Regions from separate parts of the Mus musculus genome. Here region 1 is linked to region 2. A link is a contact called in public promoter capture Hi-C data. All regions are on one chromosome and are shown on one strand. Each heading gives the region's core, a stretch centred on a gene start, on an enhancer-like site or on the middle of the called end of the contact. The rest is flanking DNA. Distances are from core to core; before and after follow the strand shown.

Evidence for each region. Promoter capture Hi-C pulls out the DNA fragments that hold promoters and counts their contacts.
Region 1: a promoter capture Hi-C map of embryonic stem cells shows a contact between it and region 2, with 4 times the contacts expected there. The contact joins the promoter of Napsa here to the promoter of Ptov1 in region 2.

Annotation. Positions count from the first base shown.
Region 1 is chr7:44,569,728-44,574,674 of GRCm38.p6, reverse strand. It overlaps Napsa (napsin A aspartic peptidase), which reads right to left and starts at 2,230. Exons shown (of 9, transcript NM_008437.1): 1 at 1,986-2,230. The coding sequence starts at 2,059.
Region 2 is chr7:44,866,253-44,870,936 of GRCm38.p6, reverse strand. Ptov1 (prostate tumor over expressed gene 1) reads left to right here and starts at 1,269. Exons shown (of 12, transcript NM_133949.2): 1 at 1,269-1,586; 2 at 3,425-3,562; 3 at 3,662-3,744; 4 at 3,820-3,877; 5 at 4,020-4,127. The coding sequence starts at 1,416.

The DNA.
Region 1 (4,947 bases), core at 981-3,480, 300 kb after region 2:
AAAAGAAAGGAAAGGAAATCAGGAAAATCAGCAGTACTAGTAAGATGGCCCAAAGGGCAAGTCTGATGACCTGAGTTTAGTCCTAGCATTCATAATGCAGAAGGGGAGAACTCATGTGCTGTGTTAGCACACGAACCCCACAACACAATAAATAAGTAGATTTAAAACAAACAAACAAACAAACAAAAAACAAAACAGCACCCTCTGGCCACTGCTCAGCCCTAACACCCCAGCCCAGGCCTGAGACTCAGCCTGAAAAGCGCCCCCCCCCCGCCCGCCCCCCCCCCCCGCATGCCTTGAGTGTGGTGGCAGCAGAAAATGCTTTCTGGAAGGGCAGGCGCCCCATCAAGAGTTGGGAGATGCTAAAGGAAAAGAAGGGAGACATTTCAAGAAGAATCAGAGACAAGGCGTTGGGGTAACTCACAGGGAGGCCTCCCTGGAACAGGCATGTTCAGAGGCTGAGAATCTGGGGATATTGAAGTTTCCAGACCACAGAGATGGGCCTCCAAGAAAGAGAGGGAAAGTCAGGAGGCTTGAGCCTCAAAGCCAGATCACTAGGCCTCCCGTCCCAGGAACCTTCTCATAGAATCACAGAATGTATCCTGCTTGGATAAGGAGGGGTCTTTAATCCTGGGCTTCAGAACTTGGTCATACTGGGGATTGAATGGAGGCCCTGGTGTCTACTAGACAAATGCTCTCTCGCTGGGACACATGCCCAGCTTTGGTTTCTGCAGACAGTGTCCCCATACCCTTGAACTCAGCCTTTCTGCCTCAGCCTCCCTGAATGCTGGGACTCCACACACCTTAGCCAAAAGCAAAAGTTGGACTTAATTTGGTGGTGAACACCTTAAAATCTCAGCACTTGGGAGACAGGGGCAGGAGTATCTTTATGTGTTCAAGGCCAGCCTGGTTTACATAGTGAGTTCAAGGCCAGGGCTACATAAGGAGACAGTATGTTTTTTTAAAAATTGTGGGGCTGTAGCCATGGCTAGGGATATGGCTCAGTGGGTAGAGCACTTACATAGCACAAATTTCAAGGCTCTCTTCCCAGGGATTCCAGCATTTAGGAGGTGGAAGCAGTAGAACCTGGAGTTTAAGGTGATTCTTTGATATGTAGGGAGTTTGAGGCTAGCCTGGGCTACACAAGACCAAGTCTGGACAAAGCCAAAAACTAAACAACCAAAAAGTGTGGGGTCTTAGGACATGAAGGGACCCTGGCCAGCTTGAGTGCAGCGAGCGTGGCTCTGGCGGGCTTAGGTTTTCTCTCCCATGCCTTCTGCTTTGCTAAAAACCATTATGTGGCCACTTCCTCCTCCCGAGGCTGATTACCAAGGTTCAGCTATCAAAGTATTGAAGTCCAGCAGCAAAAAAAAAAAAAAAAGCCCCCTTTGGGGAAACATGGGGTTTTCTCTTGCATCTTTATAAACCTCCATTTGCCTATGGGCCACATCTGTGTCTTCACTATTCAGAGGCAATCCTTTATTCTACTCCAGGACAAACACCCTTTCTCTCCTCCCTCTCCCTTGCTTCCTTCCCATTACTTCTCCTAACAGGAGGTATTATGCTGAATTTCTCAGGGTGGAAACCCAGTTTGAGAGTTGGGGACCCAGGCCTTTAAGATGGCTCAGAGAGTAAGGAAGCGTGCAGTTAGATTCACATTCACAAAACTCTCTCTCTCTTTCTCTCTCTCTCTCTCTCTCTCTCTCTCTCTCTCTCTCTGTGTGTGTGTGTGTGTGTGTGTGTGTGTGTGTGTATATCTATCTGTATCTGTCTCTGTCTCTGTCTCTTTCTGTCTCTGTATCTCTTACACACACACACACACACACACACAGAGAGAGAGAGAGAGAGAGAGAGAGAGAGAGAGACGAACAAGTAAAATCTGGGAACCCTGAAAAAATTGGATTCTTGGGGCACCAAGGCCAGCCTCAGTCTTAAAGGACAAGCCGTTGGGAATCTGTCAGGAGTGAGAGTGGGGGTCCCCATACCGGATCAGTTTGGCCTCCTCAGGCTCCAAATTCCCCAGCAGCAGGCACAGCAGCAGCAGCAGTAGTGGCGACATCTCTGGGGACTAGAGCTGGGCCAAGATGTCCTGTGGCCCTTTTCTTCCCCTTGAGACTCCACCCTGTTCACGCCCCACCACCTACTGGAACACAGAAGTGACGTGTGTGTATGTGTGTGTGTGTGTGTGTGTGTGTGTGTGTGTGTGTGTGAGGTCCTTCAGTAGCAGGGCCAGAACCGGGCTGTTTAAGGTATGTGCTGAGTGTGTGTGCTGAGGTTCATTGGTTCCTGGCTTGTACCTTTGAGAGCATGGGGAGGGAGACCCGCACCCACCCCTTTCCTGCCCCTCTATGGATTTTACTTTTAACTTTCAGTTCGCTTTTCTGAGACTCATTAACCACAATTTTTTTTTCTTGAGCAAGAGGGAGGAACAGGAAAGGTCTGTGGGGGGTCTGGGAGGGGACACTCAGTTACAATAGAGGTGTGCTGTCCTTCCTATGTGGGTGGCTCTGTCAGCTTCTCAGGATACCCACTCTTTCTGCCCTTGCCTGGTTTTTTTAGGGAGAAGGGGCTCCCCTCTCTTTACACATTTTAATTAGCTAGTTCATTTGTGTGTGCATCCACATGCCACAGCAGGAATTTAAAGGACAAAGGACACTTTGCAGGGGTCAGTTCTCTCTTTTCTGCGGGTGGGTCTCAGGAGTCCAACACAGGTCAGCAGGCTTGGCAGCCAGTGCCTTCATCTGTGGAGCCATCTCCCTGGCCTTCCTTTTCTTTTGAAACAAGATCTCATGACTTTACTGAGCTCAAGCGATCCTCTTGCCTTAGGCGCTAGAACAACGGTTCTCAACCTGTGGGGTCAAGACCCCTTTGAGGGCCACATGCCAGATATCCTGCGAATCAGATATTGCATTACGATTCATAACAGTGGCAAAACTACAGTGACCAAGTAGCAACAGCATAGTTTCATGGCTGGTGGTCACCCCAACGTGAGGAACTGGACCCTGTAGGGTCGCCACACTGGAAAGGCTGAGAAGCACTACCTAGAGTTGTGGACTGAAGGCATTCAGCGGGGATGGGAGATGCCAGAAGCATTAGGTAAGTATTAAGTATTAGGACCTGAGTTCCAGCTCCCACATTCACATAAGGAGCTGGCCTGTGCCCTGTGTGGCAGTCCTGGCACTGGGGATGCAGCTAGATCTACCCCAGGGGCTTGCTGCTCAGCCAGACTAGCCAATCAACGAGCTACGGGTTTGGTGAGGGAGTCTGACTCGAAAGCACAGTGAAGAGTGATAGAGGAGACACCTGAAACAGCCCCCGGGCCTCCAGATGCACATGCACGGGAGAGCTGCCTAGCACAGTACTACACGCCTGTGATCCCAGCAACTGGGAGGCAGAGGCAAGAGGATCAAGAGCTCAAGGGCATCTTTGGCTAAGTTTGAGGTCAGCCTGGGCTACGTGAAAACTGTCTCAAAAGAAAACTGAAACTCTGCCCCCTCACCACCTGCGGCAGGCAGGAAAAAGAGCTGGCCCTGCCCCTCATCGACTGCAGCACTCCAGAGATCAGTCCCTGCACCTCCCCTGGGCAACACAATAAAGCTGGCCCTGCTGGCATGGCCAAGGGTGAGCTTGTCCCTGAGGGCCTGAGAGCAGGAGAGTTGGCTCTATCCCTTGGTGACTGTAGCATTGGGTGAGCTAGTGAGGCCAGTGCTGGAGAGCTCACCATGGTGGTGTGGGAGCAGGAGAGCTGGCAGATGACCAGCTCAGCTACCATGCAGACCCAGATCCAGGGCTTGGAGTTGGCCCACCCTAACATCCACCTCACCTGTGAACTGCTGGAGCCAAGAAGGGGCCTACCCTGCAGGTCCAAAGCTGAAGGATCTGGATATCTGAGAGGAGCCCTGGTGCGGTTTCGGTACTGATAGTGTAGCAGAAGCCAGAGGCCTCAAACAGACCAATGATCACTGCAGTGAACATTTACACGCAAACTTGCAAGTGTGAACACGCAGTAGACTGAATGACACATGTGACACACTACAGCTTCCACACTGAGATTTTTTTTTCCTTTTGGAGGGGGAGGTTTGCAAGGGCAGAGGCAGTTAGTGGGATTGGGGTTCATAATGTGAAATTTACAGAAATAAATAAAAAGTTAAAAAAAATAATAAGCAGATTGGACTTGGAGGCACATGCTTATAATTCTACAAATTGGAAGCCTGAGGGAGTAGAATCAGGAGTTCAAGGCCTCGGTGAGAAAAGAGAGAAAAAGACAAAGACAAGGAGGGAGGAGGAGGAGAAGCAAGGGAGGAATAGGAAGGGAGGGAGTCAGACTTAGTGCCACAGCCCTGTGGTACCTGAGAGGCTGAGGCAGGAGGATGGCAAGTTCAAGGTTAGCCTTGGCGACTTACTGAGAAATTTAAAAGTGAGAGGAACCAAGTGTTGTTGCTATTCTTGGCTACTTTGTGGGTTCTGCTTTGTCCCACTCTTTATCCCCCCACCTCACCTCCCATTCCCGTTTCACCCCCTAACACTAGACAGGAGAGAGACCGGAGAGAGGAGTTAGGAAAATCCCTGACTCTAATTTCTTTCCTTTTGTTTCTTCTTTGACCACAGCTACTAACAAACCACAAACCAACTTCCCTAAACAACCAACAACCCCACTTATCGGGGCCCCAGCATTTATATACCCTTTTGAAAAGTTCCCAGAATGCCAAATGTCACACAGTTCCAGAAACTCTCTGCATCTGGCAAAACCATGCCTCTGCTAGAGCACAAGGCAAATCATAGTCAGCTGCTGTGGACCGTCTGAAGCAGCCCCACATCCTGATACCTGGGATTAAAAATAAAAGCATATTCTTATATTTCTGTGTTTTAAACGAAACCAAAATTCCAAAATTGTCACAAAATTTCCCCTTTCTATTTTAGGCTATTCATTATGCTGGATGTAGTGGG
Region 2 (4,684 bases), core at 20-2,519:
ATTGTTTATTAATTATGAGACAAGGCTGTCGTATTAAGTCAGTTGCCCAATCAGGTTTTGAGCTCACTTTGAAGTGCAAGCAGACTCTGAATTATGTGCACATGTGACACAGGACTTGTGTGGGGCTCAGGGAGCACTTTGTAAGGGTCTCTTTGCTCCTCCCACCATAGGGTTTAGGGAAATTGAACCCAGGTTGTCAGGCTTGGTGGCAGACAAGGACCAGGTGACCTCTCTTGCTGCTCACCTTCCAGTTTAGCTTTTTAAATCAATTATAAAACACGAGATTTTTAAAAAGCCAGCCTACTGCCAGGACATTTGCTCCAGGTGACAGGCATCATAGCTTGGGTGTGCTGTCAGGGGCCTGATATAATTTGGTTAAAGTAGTGTATGAATCAGCAAGGAAGAACAAAGTATAGTCCAAATAGGTTTTCTAGTTTAAAAGAAGGCAGGAGGGAACTTCTCGCATGCAAGAGGCTATAAATTCAAACCTCAGCACCCTATATATAGTTTAACAGCCACGTGTAGTAGTGCACACCCAATTAAAGGTGAAGACAGAAGGCTTAGGAGTTCGAGGTCAGCCTGGGTGCATAAGCTAACACTGCGTAAACACAACGCCACTTACATCGAGCGCAGATAATCTAAGGCTGGATAGTATCACAGGTTAAAAACAAACGGAAGCAAGAAATGCCACTGCACAGTCCTTTCAGATCAAGAACGTGATCTGGGTAAGGCAACTGCTAGAAGGCCCAAGCAACAGTGGGCAGACCCTGGACAAATGGGCCAGCAGCTATGCTGGTCACGCCCAGGCTGCGAGAGACCCGCTGGAAGTTGTAGTCTTTTAGCCACCTTGCCACGTCACCGCCTCCAAGAGGCAAGAACGCCTGGTTCCTACATCTACCCCTCAGTCTGGTGGTAGGTTCCGTCGCGCCACCCATTATCCTGTCTACCGCCTTCTGTCCCTCCAGCAGTGAGGACTTGGTATTGTCTCACCAGCTCGAACTCTTGTAGCACAGTTTCTCTCTTGTCATTTCCAAGTCTGAAACCCTCCCTCCCTGACCTTCTTGGTTTGCTCCAGCCACACCCCCTTACAGTCCTCCATCCCTGTTTGTCAGCGCTGGCTCCCCAGCTCCATAGTCTGTTGGTTAGCGCCGGCTCCTCCTCTCCCCGGCGTTGGTCCCGGCTCTCCCTCTTCTTCCACGTTGGTAGGCGCCAGCCCACCCCCCCCGCATCTCCCCCCAGCTTCGCGTTGGTTGGCGCCGGGCTCCCCTGTTCGCTGCAGTGGTTCGGCCGCGGCGACCCCTCAGCGGCGCGTCCCCCGCCGCGGTCCCGCTCCGCTTCTCCCCGAAGCCGCGCGCCCGCGCCTGTCGGTCGGCGGACCCGCAGCCCCCCGTGAGGCCCACGGCCTCCCACCCGCCATGGTCCGCCCGCGCCGTGCCCCGCACCGCTCCGGCGCCGGGGGCCCCCTCGGAGGTCGTGGCCGGCCACCGCGGCCCCTGGTCGTCCGCGCCGTGCGCTCACGTTCCTGGCCTGGCGGTCCTCGAGGCCCGCAGCCACCGCGGATCCGGGCTCGTTCGGCCCCTCCCATGGTGAGTCCCACGGCCTGTTTCCAGAGCCTTCCACGCACGCCCCGCCCCGCCACCCCTCCCCTGGCGGGCGCCTTTGTCCGCAGCGCCCACGGGCCTCCCGCGGGAGGGCGCACCCAGGGGTCCGGGATCAGTCCTTGATCGGCTCTGGGCGCTCCCCTTTGTTGCGCGGCGGGCTGGGCGGGGGGCGGGGTACGGAGGCGGGGCGGGTTCGAATTACTGCTGACTGCGCGGCCGGCTGCACACGCGCGCGGGGGGCGCCTGGGGTGCACGCTTGTTTTTCCAATTGCAAAGTTGGTCCTCGGCCTCCGGGTCTGGAAATGCGCGAAGCGGCCGGTGGAGGAGCCCGGCGCTTACACGCGCGCCCAGCTGTTGCTCGCGGGGGCGTTGTCCCCCGGGGCCAGATGGCGATTGTGGACAGTCCCTCTATTTGCATACCCGCCCGCCCCGCAGCTAGCCCAGACCTTAAGCCTTAAGATAAAGCTTAAGGTAAATATTCAGCTCTGTAAGTTCGTGGGGTTGTCACCTTTTTGTCCACTCAGTAAACGTGCGCGCACTTTCTAGAAACATTGAGATTTTCTTGGGGCAACAAAATTGCCCCCATTGTGATGGTGGACTCGTGGCCACACCTGCGCATGCTTGGCCAGCGGTAAGCTATTCCCTGGCGTGGTACTGACCACTTCAGACTTCTGACGACGTTGTTCTCCGAGGAGCTGAGGCGGGTCTGTCGCCTGGATCACCTGAGGAACGCAGACACACCCCTCGCTGTAGTACAGCCTAGGCTTGAAGTTTTCTCTTGGTGTTGGGAGCCCTTCCTGGGGTCCTCATATGTGTCCCTTTTCTACAAATGTGACTTGGCTCTGGCCATGCAGTGCGCAAACAGCAAATCAGGCATGCGTAAACACGAACTTGGCGCTTAGTGGGCTTCATGTTCCTAGTTTGTTTCCCTGCTGTTGTGGGCATACAGGTGTTTTTGGGTGCAGGCAAACACACAAGCCTCTTAATGGTTATCCCTCACCCCGCACTTGAATAGTTTTGGATTTTGTTTAGGTTCCTAAGTGTGTTTGCCTGATTTTCACCGACTGTGTGGTGGTGTACATGCTGACACTTGTAGTGTCTCACTGCACACCCAGCCCAGGCAGCCAGTGTGCGGATTTGCTGTAATCCTGAGGGCTTGGGTCTGCAGAACCATCAGGAAGGCCCCTCAGCAGTGAAGACCTAGGCTCTTCTGCTACTTAAGTCACCGGGAGAACTTTCTGGTTTGTCATCACACCGGGTATAAAGGACTCACGAGCTTTAGCAGAGAGCAGAGATGCGTTGGTGACAATCAGAAGGGTCTCTGGCCTGGAGTGTGTCTAGTCTGGTTAGAGACTGGCCCAGGAGACCGACTGGTCTTTTGGAAATGTTTTGGCCGGAAAAAGAGTTTAGTTTGCACCCTGGGGTGGAGGAGGGGACACGTGGCCATGTTTGGCACCACTGTTCAGCATGCATTCAGGTAAACGTTTTGGTTCAGGTAGACTCTAGCTTCCTTAGGATTCCCCCCTCCCCCGCCCCCCAATTGTCCTCCAGGGTGTTCTATTTACTTGGTTTCTGGTTGCTGCCACATTGCGGTCCTCAGTGAAGGCTATCCTTTGTGGGAGGCTCCTCTTAGGGGTGATGCTGCCCACAGTTTTCTGACAGATTGATCTGAAGGTCAAGCTTTGAGGTCTGGCCTGCTGGGGAAGGCGTCAGGACCGGAAGTGTGTGCCCAGGGACTTGAGTCTGGACCTGAGGGTGACCCCTCCAGGATGTGCGGAAACGCCTAACCTGGAATGACCTAGGAATTCTCCCCTCTGCTGCAGGAGGGTGCTCGAGTCTTTGGAGCCCTGGGGCCTATCGGGCCCTCTTCACCTGGGCTGACTCTTGGGGGCCTCGCAGTGAACGAGCACCGGCTCAGCAACAAACTGCTGGCCTGGAGTGGCGTGCTGGAGTGGCAGGAGGTGAGGCTGGCTGGGCCACCCAAATCTCTGAGTGGGTGGAAGGCATGGGGGGGAGGGGCCCGGGCACTTTGCTGAGTCTCCCCACCCGCCCACCCGCAGAAGCGTAGACCCTTCTCGGACTCCACAGCCAAGCTGAAACGCACCCTGCCCTGCCAGGCCTATGTGAACCAGGGCGAGAACCTGTGAGTGTGGGAGTGGGCAGAGCCTGGGGCGGCCTAGGATGCAGGGCATGGCTTCTGATGCACCCCCTACTGCAGGGAGACGGACCAGTGGCCCCAGAAGTTGATCATGCAGCTCATCCCACAGCAGCTGCTGGTGAGATTAGTGGGGCTCTGCCCCCCCCAAACCCTGGCCCCACCCATGTATCCCAAGTCCTGCCCCCAGAGCCAAACTTCCACCCCAGAATCTCCCCCACCCTTGCCTCACGGTGATCACTGGCTCCACTTGTCATCCACAGACCACACTGGGTCCCCTGTTCCGAAACTCTCAGCTGGCCCAGTTCCACTTCACCAACAGAGACTGTGACTCCCTCAAGGGCCTCTGCCGCATCATGGGCAATGGCTTCGTGAGTGGGAGTGGGGGACAGTGTGGGGGGGGGAACCTAGTTCTGTCCTGTAGTGGGAGGCTTCCCGTCCCTCTCCGAGTGGTCATTTCCAGGACGTTGGTGGGTGGGACTGTAATGGAATCAGCACACAAGCCTATGTGGTGGCCAGAGCGCATGCTGCCCTTGTGTCCTGCTGGGAAGTGGAACCCAGCAGGCTTTGCTTCTCAGGGCCCCATGTGTGGGGTGGTGGTGTCGTCTGGTAGCCAGCCTCTACTTCTGTGGAGCCAGTGTGAGGTCACTGGACTGCAGCAGGTGGCGGTATAGGGTGAGAGGAAGTCACCGGCCCATGCATGCAGACGACTGGACTCCAGGCTCAACCCCTGCTCTGCCTTGGGCTGGTCTACTCCTCCTACTTGGCAGCCTCCAAGGACTTGTCCCTTTTCTGGGCCCCACAGACGTAGCATGGCTGCAACCTCGTGCCAGCAGCAGCTCTTCCGGAGTAGTATCCCAGAGCTGGGCCCAGGGTCTGGAGAATCAGTCCAAAAGGCTGGCCTGCTAGGTAGAGGTGCTTCTGTATC